2 separate regions of the Sus scrofa genome follow, and region 2 is linked to region 1. A link is a contact called in public Hi-C data. All regions are on one chromosome and are shown on one strand. The core of a region is the stretch at or near the end of the contact, and the rest is flanking DNA. Distances in the headings are between cores, read along the strand shown. Region 1 holds the start of ITGB8 (integrin subunit beta 8). Region 2 overlaps ITGB8 (integrin subunit beta 8).

What was found. Hi-C and Micro-C count contacts between places; a contact is called where the count stands out from the background.
Region 2: a contact with region 1 is called in a Hi-C map of skeletal muscle, with 5 times the contacts expected there. The contact joins the enhancer-like site here to the promoter of ITGB8 in region 1. A contact is called at or near these places in 5 of 47 Hi-C or Micro-C datasets (fibroblasts, heart right ventricle, psoas muscle and 1 more) and 1 of 2 datasets of contacts at active chromatin or transcription factors (skeletal muscle).

What each region holds. Positions count from the first base shown.
Region 1 is chr9:89,339,041-89,344,924 of Sscrofa11.1, forward strand. ITGB8 (integrin subunit beta 8) reads left to right here and starts at 3,208. Exons shown (of 14, transcript NM_001097424.1): 1 at 3,208-3,334. The coding sequence starts at 3,208. It overlaps MACC1 (metastasis-associated in colon cancer protein 1), which reads right to left and starts at 3,141. Exons shown (of 9, transcript XM_021063417.1): 1 at 3,057-3,141.
Region 2 is chr9:89,440,387-89,446,270 of Sscrofa11.1, forward strand. It overlaps ITGB8 (integrin subunit beta 8), which reads left to right. Exons shown (of 14, transcript NM_001097424.1): 12 at 1,493-1,599; 13 at 4,588-4,751; 14 at 4,846-4,968. The coding sequence ends at 4,968. Among named protein-coding and RNA genes, the nearest start is that of ITGB8, 100 kb to the left of the region's middle. Within about 2 kb of position 3,710, at least 11 of the 83 cell types and tissues checked have an H3K27ac peak or open chromatin away from gene starts, as enhancers often do. A contact at or near this core is called in skeletal muscle, where this site is marked.

The DNA.
Region 1 (5,884 bases), core at 1,958-4,457:
TAAAATTGGCATCCTGATATATATCTGCATAAACTTCGTATAATACAATATGGAATTCTTTCTTTTCAAAGGACTTCAAAATTTACAAGCTTACAGATTTACAAGCTTCGTTTTATTTCTCTTGCTCTCCAGTTATTTTGGCTTAGTATATAAAGTACACTGATATCTAACAATATAGAGTTTTTAAAAAAAATCTGTGTATACCATATCAATTTCATAGTTACTTCCATTATTATTGGTATAAACTTATTCCTTAATATTGTAATTTTCATTTACATTTCCAACATCAAGAGTTATGAGTTAAAAATATGTCATGAAATTCTGATGTAATAGTCACTTAACAATGTAGAGTACATTTACACACATATCCTTATAAGGATTATGGATTGACCTTTTTTCTTCATTGTGGCATTGCACTGTCTCAAGGGTGGCTGCATTCCTCAGGACTGTGAAAAAATCTCTGGAAAATACACATGCTGCCCAATTGAAGACTCAGTAATCAGAGCTTGAATATGTTCCTCTTATGTTCAAATTTCAAATCCTCATCCCCATTCCAATCACTTTTCATGGTCCTTCTTTCAAGACTACCGATAGCAAAAGTATAGCTGTTGAAACTTAGAACTAAAGGAGAAAAAATAAAAAATGAAGCTGAGCTGGATTTAATTCTGTTTAGAGTACATTGCCAATAGTGGGATTATGTTTACAAGTATCAGTTTGGGTCTGATAGGTTTGGTCATTCATTTGGTGCCTCAAAAGGTCCGGCTTTGTAGATCCAGGGCACTTGTAATTTTCCAACTGGGTTCCTGGTTTGCTTAGTTAATTTTGTGGGCCTCAATGTACAGTCCACACCTGAAAAGGGGGAGTTTTTAATGTCATGTTTTATTAACCAGGTACTTTCCATTCACTCAGTTAACAATTAGAAAACAGAAAGAAAAAAAAAAAAACAAAAGAGCGAGAAAGCCTCCTACTTGTTTTTGTACTCCAAATATGGAGATGGAAACTATTAAACAAATAAGAAGGAGGGAAACTCCCGCATATTTCACCTTGACCTGGCTGGAATGCTCTGATGCCTGTAAGAGGCGGTGCTCTAGTGCTCTATGAAAGAGATCGGGCAGGCTGCTAATGGAAAAATAAGAGGTCAGACTTTACCACGGGGAACCTCTCCTGCCCCTAGAGGAAAAAAAGAACCATCAACCCGTGTCTCAGATTGGAAATCGCCCCTTGTTTTCAAGGGTTGGCGGGCAGGACGGGTTCCCTCCCTCGGCCCAGTGTGGTAGTAACCGGGACCCAGGGAGGCGCGCGGCTTCCCCTACAGTTGCCCGGCATAACCCGGCTCCTGGCTTGTACCTAAATTTCTGAGTTGTAAACAGGCAGAAAGGCCCTCCCACCTTCTTTCCTTAGCCTCTCTCTTCTGCTTCGTTGGCCTTTGTAACTTCTTCGTTCCGTTTATTTGGAAGGTGACGCTTAAGGTCAAAAGATCCTCCGTGACTAGCAAAAGCCCAGAGCGATCACCAGACCCTGGAACGAGGGGTTGTCCAGCTTAGGGCTGAGGCTCCGAGTAGAGAAGGAGCCTCGAGAAATTTCGACTGCAACTCTTCTATAGCCCCTGCGGACTGGCCAGCTCTGCAAGGGTTGGGCAGATGCCGGGCGGTCTTGGGGTAGGGCAAAGGGTGAGCTCCTAACTCTGCAAGCAAAGTGGGCAGTGCGCTCCAGCGGAACAGAGGGTTTTGGGGGCGGGGAGAGGCGCCTGGAATCCACTCTGGCTTTGGCAGCTGCCAGGCAGGATCCCTCAACAAAGGAGCGCGTAGCGTCGGGGTCAGAGGCTAAAAATTGCGCTCAGCTGCCACTAGCGCTGAGAGAGTCTCCGCGCCTGCTAGGCGAGTGTTGGGGTCCAGGGATTCGGGGAGGAGGGCTAAAGGGAACAGGGTGTATGATTCCTGTTGCGCGGCTACGCTTCAGGAGTTCTTGTGAACGATGGGAATGGCAGCTATCAGAGCCAAACGGGAGAAAAAGAGCTGGAGTGAGCAAAACAAAGAGCGAGTGTGGGCCCCGGTGACTTCATGCCTCACCAATGTCCCGCCCACGCTGCTCCGAGCTGTTACTGCTGCTGGAGCCTCGGCGGAGCCTGAGGGCGGCAGGAGCGAGAGGCTCTGTAGCGTGGGGCGGTTTCCTAGCAACTCGAGGCCCGAAAGCGCTTAGTTCTCCGCAATTCAGGAGCAACCCCCAGCCCGCCCCGGGCCAGGGCAGGACCACTCCTCCCCCACCCTTCGCCAGGCTCGCCTCCTTCGCATCCTCCCCGGGGTGCACCCCAGAGCGAGCCAGCTGTCCGGGCTCTGGACTGCGGGACGCCTGAGCCTCGCACTGGGGCCAAAAGGAAGAGGGCACGAAGGTCCCGCCGGGTGCAGCTAGGCTCCCGCACCCCTGCCGAACCTTCCCTCCGGCGCTCAGGGCCGTGTGCTCGATTCCCGGACTAACAGGGAGCTGCGAAGCTTCGCACTGTGTCCACCCGTGCCGGCGAGGGCTTCTAGGGCGCTCCAGGGCCGCCCCAACTGCAGCTGCTGCCACCACAAGTTCCTCCCTCACCAGCGAGAACGCTGCCGCTACTACTTTGCCCGCTGCTCAGCTGACGAGGCTGCAAAGCTGCTACTAAATGAAGTTGGCCTCCCTGCCCACCTGTGGAAGAAGCTCGAGCTGATTGATGCGCCATCGTCTTTTTTTCCCTTTCGGCCTCGCTGGCGTCCCCTCCCACAGATGCAGCATCACCCAGTGAATGTACATTAGGCTGGTTTTTCCCCCCAGCTTTGGGCTTTGTTTGGCTTTGATTGTGTTTGGCTCTTCGCTAAGCTGATTTATGCAGCAGAAGCCCCGTCGGCTAGAGAGAGACAAAAGCTCTTTTCTTTGTCCCAGAGCGGGCTGCAGAGCCTTTGCTTTCGACGCCGCCCCGGGCCATTGGCCATCAAAGGAGGTGCTTCTCCCTAAGATCGCGGGACCCGCCGTGCCAAGCTGGGAGGGCCGTGGGGGCCCTGCGATGCCGAGCAGTGCCCAGGCCGACGTACCTGCACCGTTTTCTCCCAGCCGCTGGGTCCGCCTGCTGGGCCTGCTGGAAACGTCCTAGCGACACTTGGCACTTCGCGCCCCGGAGGCGCGATCGCGCATCCGGTTAGCAGCCTGGCGGCGGGAGCGGTGCGGTGCGGGCTGCTTTGCATTATGTGCCGCTCGGCCCTGGCTTTTTTTACTGCCGCATTAGTCTGCCTGCAAAACTGCAGGCCATGTCCTGCCCCATTCCTCCGGGCGGCCTGGGTGTTTTCAGTTGTTCTTGGACTGGGCCAAAGTGGTAAGTTGTTTTGTTTTCCTTTGTTTTCCTCTCTTCCTCAAAGATCTTGGGCAGTCATGAAAAGTATCCTGGCCAGGTATGTGGGCCAGTGACACCCTCTGTCTGCCCTAAGAACTTCAGAAGTGCAGAAGTGTGGCAGCATCCTGCATTGCAGACCGCCTGAGGGAGGCCAGGTGTCAAGCATTTCTGCCCTAGAATGACAGCAATAACTAAATGAGGAGATACTATTGTTGCTCAGGGAGGCAGTAATAGAATGGAAGTTTGGAAGGATGGTGGGTTGTATTTACAGAAGCTAATTTAGGGGTTCCACTCTATCTTTGAAGGCATCCTCCCTCCTTGAAAGCATCCTTGAAGATGTTCCTCATCTTTCTAGCATGTGGATCCACTAACCACTAGTTTGCATTGGATTCAAGGCTGAGGATAAACTGGTATAATGAGATTGAGGGTTCTGTTTTTGAGTCCATGACATAAAAGCATGGCAGATGGCAAAAGATGGCAGCATACAAGTTTCCTCTACCACAGTGGAGCCTGAATGAATTAAACACATATGAGGAATATTCTTGCATTAAGTCGGTTTTTTTTTTTTCAGCTCAAAAAAAGATTCCTAGCTAATTGATCCCTCAGTGAGATCCATCCCTGAGACTAAAACTCTAAGACAAGACCCTAGACCAGGATTGACAGCTTTCAGTACAGGCAAGCTACTTTTGTCAGAATTACCTGATTTGGAGAGCATACTTCTTTATAAACTGTATCACCCTCATTTTACAAATCACAAAGAAAAGCTTGTCAAATGGTGTATGAAAAGGTGTTTTGGCACTTCTGAATTATGAGCAAATTTAAGGTGGCAGTACTGGATGGTTAGCAAGCAGTTAAGACATACAGTAAGTAATAGTAATTATGAATTTAGCATGGGTTCTTATTAGCATTAAATATAGGCCAAATATATATTTCTGCCAGTACAGTGATTGTTACTATACTTTTTAGAAAATGTTTACCTGTGTTTGGTCATTGAGCCCTTAAAATTCTATTAGAGCCTTTTCTCTGACCTCTCCTGTTAAAAGAGAGTTGTGACTGTTTCACAGACTAAAATGTTCTCCTAAGTTTTGAATTGACAAATCAAGTTTCTGCCTGAAGCTAATTAAAACCATCAAGTCATACCCTTATACATAATGGAAACATGCTAGCATACATAATTGCCTAATATTTGTTTCAAAACATTTATCTAGCTATGTGAAATGAGAGCAATTAAGAGTTAATTTTTCTTTTCTAGTTTGTAAGTTGATTTTAAAATAAGTAAAATTTAAGGCAAAGGAAAAAATAACATTATCAATTTTCTCTTAAGTGAAACATACATTTGTTGCAAATTTTCCACCAAGCAAAATTCCATTAGGTGCTAATAAGCAACGAAGTATTTTTCTCGATTTAGTAAATACACACACATGTTCAGTAGTAAAATGACCAAAACTTGTGTCAACAGGGTATATTTTGTCCCCAGTACATAAGCAAAAGAAAATATCCTACTTGCCCCCAATTTTATTTATAATAGTGATAGTTGTTAAAGAAAATCATTTTTGTAAAGATTTGTCAAGTTCTTGTATAATAGCATTGTATTTCCATCTAGTGACTGTAACTGATTTGAAGCAAATATTATGAATGGGCTCCCTTGCACCTGCAGTTGTGAAAAGGGAATGCCTATCTGAAATCAGAACAAGGCATCCTTTTCCCAGTCTCTGTCAATATACAAAGGTTTCTGATGTATACTGGTCTGCATTGCAGTTAAAAACATGCAAAAAATTTAAATTACAGCTAGTACAACTCAGAAAATTAAAGATCAGCGTAAACCGTTGTACTTTTGTGATATAGCTACAAGTCTCAAATTATATGTCTTCGCAGTACAAATTAGATGCTCAAAGCAAAGTAGAAATTTAGGTATCAGTTACAAAGGAAATCTTGTTCCTTTGCTTAGTAGTTTACACCAACGAAATGTTGAGGGCAATAAAGCCATACAAAAGAAACCATAAACTGCACAACACAACTTTAGGTTTAATTTTTTTAAGCAGAATTTGCAGGTCCCAAATATATAGTGGACTTTTAATGATGAATATATGATGACCTAGGGAGATGTTATAACTAAAATATGAACTTTATTCTGATCTAGAAAAAAAAACATTGGAGTTTGTTTTTCAGCTTTCCTTGTGGAAATTACCGACAATCAGAGAAACAGTAACACTATAAAAAAAGTTAATGAGTAACTGGAAAACACTAAAGAATACCTAGTGGTTAATATTTGAAGAGTTAATGTATCAACACTGCTGTTTCTACATATGCTAAGTTTGAAACGTTAAAAATATTTTTAACCTAAAATTTTATATAGCAATATAAGAGTGACAAATTTCTGAAATTAACCATTTCTTTTTTAAAACTAGTAACTATTGCAATGAAATTTTACCTTCTGTGCATGATTTACTATTCTTTTTCTTAACAATCAACTGTATTAGCATTGTTTTGTGTGTAGTATTACTTTACTCCAGAATATGTATCATAGAATAA
Region 2 (5,884 bases), core at 2,460-4,959, 100 kb after region 1:
AGCAGCCTGTCATTATAGCCATGTTCGACCTTTTCTATTTTGCCTACCTTAACCAAAAAGTTGCTGGATTTTCTCTAGATAAATTGTTATCATCATGCTAAAAAGTAACTGCATAAGGAATTTAAGACTTAGAACACTTAGATTCCAATCTTTGGCCATTAGATAGCTGTGGAAGCATGAGAATTTATCTAGGTATTCACTATCTTTTTTGAAATTGGTTTTTTTCCTAAGAATAATAGTCAGTGTTCATCAAGGCTCATTTGGGTTTTGTCCTCCAGCTTTATTGAGATATAACTGACATGTAACCTCATCTAAGTTTAAGATGTACAATGCAATGATTTAGGGACTGGGTGCTTCCCAGCTTACTATTAATTAGCTATTGGATTTATGGCAAGTTTTAAAAAATTCTCGGAGTTCCCATTGTGGCACAGTGGTTAATGAATCTGACTAGGAACCATGAGGTTGCAGGTTCGATCCCTGGCCTTGCTCAGTGGGTTAAGGATCCAGCGTTGCCGTGAGCTGTGGTGTAGGTCACAAACGCGGCTCGGATCCCAAGTTGCCGTGGCTCTGCCACAGGCCGGCGGCTGCAGCTCTGATTCAACCCCAGCCTGGGAACATCCATATGCTGGGGGAGCGGCCCTAGAAAAGGCAAAAAGCCAAAAAAAAAAAAAAAAAAAAATTCTCTGTGCCTCAGTTTCATGATATCGAAAGCAAGGATAAAAATAATACCTTGGTATAATTCTATGAAATATTAAATTAGATGTTCATGCAAAAAAATCTAAATCTTTGTACTTGGTGTACAGTAATCATAGAATAAATGCTGGGTGTTATTCTTTTTTATTTCTATTCATTTAAAGATAAAGAGTGATGGCTATGACGCACTCTAGAAAGAACTTACAAGTGAAAAGTGACATATTAAATAGCAGTAACATTGTTTTATGTCATTAATTAATCTTCCAATAACAATTTGAGTCCTGTTCAAAGGTCACTTCTATATGTATCACTGTGCCTTCCAATTTATTTAAAAAGACATGCAAGTAAAACTTTAAAATTATGCATAGTAGTTATGTAACTCACTAGGAACATAATGATGTAGGTATTTCTAATGAACCCAACCAAAATTTGAACTGTATATTCATTGCTAAATTTTTCTAGTAGTATCATGATATTCATCTTAATTTGGGCTAGTTGATTTCATTTTTGATTTTGCAGTAAGGGTATCTTACTCATTTCCTAGAGATGTTCTTCTCAATACAGAAAAGTTATTATTTTGACTTTATACATTAAAATATTTTAGGTGGTTAGAATATAATTTTGCCATGGTATTACATTCAGCCAAGATTACAAATAAATCTCATAGCTTTCTTGCCCAGTTTTACAAGCTGCTGTCCTAAAGCAGTATACTATTTTGTTATTTTATTTTCTATAGAAAATACTACAGGATACAACCTTTTAAAAAATTAAATGTTTTCACTTTTGTTTTCCCTTACAGGAATTGTGTGCAATGCCTTCACCCTCACAATCTGTCTCAAGCTATACTTGATCAGTGTAAAACCTCATGTGCTCTCAAGGAACAGCATTATGCGGACCAAATGTCAGGTAAACAAAAGTTTAATAATCAAAGCACTGAAGAGTATCTATAGAGAATCATGTTGCCCAAAAGGGTTTATAATCGACCATCCTAAAAAAAGAACTAATTGCTTCAGTGTCTTCAATCTCCCAGAAATGGTACTCTATAAAACTATCTGAGGACGGTTTCCACTGTTTGGCTAAATTGTTACATCTCCCTTCTCAGCAGCTAAATCCCCATGCTGTGCACCTCCATGGAATTCTGCCAAGTTTTCTAGAGAGGCCTCATTGAGCTAAGAACAGGAGTTTTCTATACAGAATCCATTTTACCCTTAGAGACAAGGTCTATGGAGCCACAATTATCCTTCACAACCCAGGTATAACCATCCTCATGTCAAACCGACATTTACTTTCATGTTTCAGGTGATGCCAAAAATCCTAAGCAGCAATGATCTGCTTTTGCAAAAAAACTTAATTACAAAAGGGCCATTCTTTCCTGATAATTTTCACTCTGATATAAATATAACTTAGAGATGAATGAATATAAACATGGTACAATGAAAAGGGTTTAGAAATTTTAGTCTGATGTCCTTAGCTTAAGGCATGTCCCTTGACACTAGTAGTTAAGAAAGATCGCCCTCTTACAAAATTTCCCCAAGCCTCAATTTCCCTATCACTAAAATGGAGATAATAATACCAACTTCAAAAAGTTGTATGAACATAAATAAGCCAGTGAACATTAAAAAAATAAATTAAAAGATGATACATGAATGAAACAAACATGAGGAAGCTGTGTTCAAAGACCATTTTATATAAAAGTTCATTAGAACCCAAAAGCCAGCACCTCATTTTGTGTAGGTGTAAGGTGTTAAACTACATGTGAATTAGAAATGAAGCTTGAAATCATGTATTCAGTGAAAACATTCTTACTACCGCTAGTATATCTAGTTTCTCCTCCAACCGGTAAGAATAATTCCAGGTCTTAAACAGATTGCACATAATAAACTCTCTCCAGTGTTTTGTTTCCCTCTCCCCTCACAGTGACAGTAATCTTAGCTCACTGAATTTGGCTCTGAAAAGAGCCCTGCCAGCTGGGGCTGAAGCAATCACACCCGAAAGCCAAATGCCTTTGCTAATAAATAGAGCCCTATTGTCAACATGTCATTTATTAGGTTAAGTAAACAAACCTACTCTGACTTAAATATGGTTACAAAAAGTATTCCCTTAATGCTCCTTAGGAAAAGACCTTGCTTAACCTAAACTAAGAAAAGAGTCATGGCCAGAGCTAAATGTTTGGCCCTCCAAAGCTAAAAATTTAAGACTGCATACAGATTTGAACCCTGAAAATGTCCTCCAACCTAACTCATTAGAAATATTTGTAAAATGTATTACTAGCTAGGGAATCTCTCCTCCCCTTCACAACTGCTGTGCAAGGAGAGGGAACTGCATTTTTTTTTTTCTTTTTTTTTTAGCTACCTCTATTATCTACCCACTTGATCACACTTAAAGGGTATTCTTTTGATCTTTCTGGCTAAGGTTCTACTAGGCAAGAAGCCAATAAGTGAGATCAAGCCACATGCCCTCTTAGCTGATTAAGCAGTTACAAGTCACTGAAGGGAAATGAAAGGCGTGCATGTCATGAACCCAGGCACCACCAAGAACACCACCTTTGAATAGAGAGGGCATCTTGGATTCTCTCTGTAAGACTGCAACAAAGGGAGACTTGTACTTGTGTTTAGTGCTTCTATTCCCTTTAGCCTTTCCTTCAAGGAACCTTATCATTACAACCAAGAGAAAACTGGGCTCTAAGTCTTCCCACTTGGCGAAGAGCCCTTGTCCTTGTTACTGAGTTCTTGGCTTATTCAAGAACATGCTTGGTCCTCCCTCGGAATTCAAACAGAAATCACTCTTGATTGGGTGACTGCTCTTCTAAGCCTTAGTAGGTCCCTTCTCAAAAGACTTCCCAAGAAAACTTTTAGACATTTAGGTGAAGTCCTCAAAGTTTGGAGAATGGGCAGAAAACACACGCTTCTTTAGGCCAGAAGGTAATTTTATGAATGTGGAGCAGGTGGTGAATTTTGTGGAATACTTGTGCATTGCGCAACCAGGTTCCTCTTAGACTAGGGTAATACCTCTGGCAGCCACAGAGCCTGTAAACTTTCCAACTCAAGTTTGCCAAGGACGTAGGACTGAAACAGAGACCTAGCATGCCCCTCCTCTTAATGCAGCATTTCCTTTTCCAGCTAGTAATTATTTGTTCTTGAAAAAACATACAGTGGAATTTTTAAAAGCAAAATAGAATAGGTTTGGTCAACAGACAAGTGAAAACTAAATTGACAAACACTGAGGAAAGAGATTTCGGTTTTATTGTCCCAAACTGTACACCCCCACTTCCTGAAGAAGCTATGTGTAATAATAATGAAAACTTGCACTGCAGTTTCAAAGGAAACATTTATTCATCTATTAGAGTAGTAAAGATTTTAGCTTCTGCAGATGTTTATTTTCCATTACTGATGTGCAACAAATGAAGAGAAAGCCTAACAAGAGAAATATATGCTAATACACAGAGCTGTTAAACATTTTTTTAAATCCTATTTTCCACTTAGTGATCAAGTGGAAATGATCAGTAGTGATCAGTGTGTAGTGATCAGTATACACCACAAAAACCATCCCTCTCTCTGTCATAAATAAAATGATACTTAGTTAAAGGGATGTGGACATATCCCAGTTAATACAATTAAGGAAATCAAGCTGCAGAGAAATAATCTTATTGAATACCTTAACTGTGGCTATTGTCCAAAGGAGAGTTTTCTGTTGAAAATATTTTATTAATGAGTGTGTAATAAAGTTAGTTTACTTTTTGAATCAACAGTAATGGCAGTCCTCTTTTTGAAAACGTAGATTTGCACAATATCTATGATCCTATTAATAGAGACAATGAACATTATTTACTTGTTAGAATCCTTTGGTTTATTCATTCCAAATTTTTAACCCATTTATTTGTTTGCTTCTTTACAGAATGTTTCTCTAGCCCGAGCTATTTGAGAATATTTTTCATCATCTTCATAGTTACATTCTTGATTGGGTTGCTTAAAGTCCTTATCATTAGACAGGTTATACTACAATGGAATAGTAATAAAATTAAGTCCTCGGCAGATTACAGGGTATCAGCCTCAAAAAAGGTCAGTGAATTCTAAAAAAGGTTTACTATCAGTATGTTATTGTCTAGTTTTAATATTTAGGCTCTTAATTAATGAATATTTCTTCTCCCTCAAGGACAAGTCAATTCTACAAAGTGTTTGCACAAGAGCGGTCACCTACCGACGTGAGAAACCTGAAGAAATAAAAATGGATATTAGCAAATTAAATGCTCATGAAACTTTCAGGTGCAACTTTTAAAAAGATAAAAAAAATGTACTTTATGGGAAACTGGATTTTTAATAATTGCTCCTACAAATTTTTTGAGAAGTCACAGAGGAGACAAATTTTCCAGATCATGCCAGTTGCTAGTATTTCACTCGATTGAAGACTGACAAGCATCCTCATCATCATGTGACTCACACTGCTGCTGAATTTTTCAGAGAAAAATGTGTCTTACTACTGTTTGATACTAGTGTCATTGTAGCACTTTACTGTAATATATAACTTATTTAGATCAGCATAGAATGTAGATCATCTGAAGAGCACTGATTACACTTTACAGGTACCTGCCATTCCTACACTTCTCAGAGGGACAATGCTGTGAGATAGTTTTGGCATTGTGTCACTACAAGGGTACAGTAATCCCTGCACCAAATATGCAGATGGAAAAAATAATAAGGCAGTCATACTAATGTTGCCAAATACTTCAACAATTGGCAATGAATAAATAAGAACAGCTAGATGAATAAATGGTTAGTTTTTACTCATTCAAGAGGAACAGATAATACCTTAATCTTGAGGGATACTGCTTTTCAAAGTGTAGTTTTATGCATGTGTGTTTGTTTCCTTCTTTTTATAAGATGGATACTAATTCCAACGTTCTTTCCTCTTTGCCTTTATATTTTGGTTTTCTTTCTTATAAGATAGGTTTATATATGTCACAGATGACTGGATTAAATAAGTGCTAAGTTACTACTGCCATAAAAACCTAATAATACAATGTCACTTTATCAGAATACTGATTTTAAAAGCTGAATGTTCAATAAGGGAAACAGTCAACTAACATCAAAATCTGAATAATTTTGTTGCTTGCATGTGTGGAGTTTTACATCTTCTTACCTTGTAAACTGGATGGTTTTCATCATTTCCTGTATCTAAACATCAGGTTGAAATT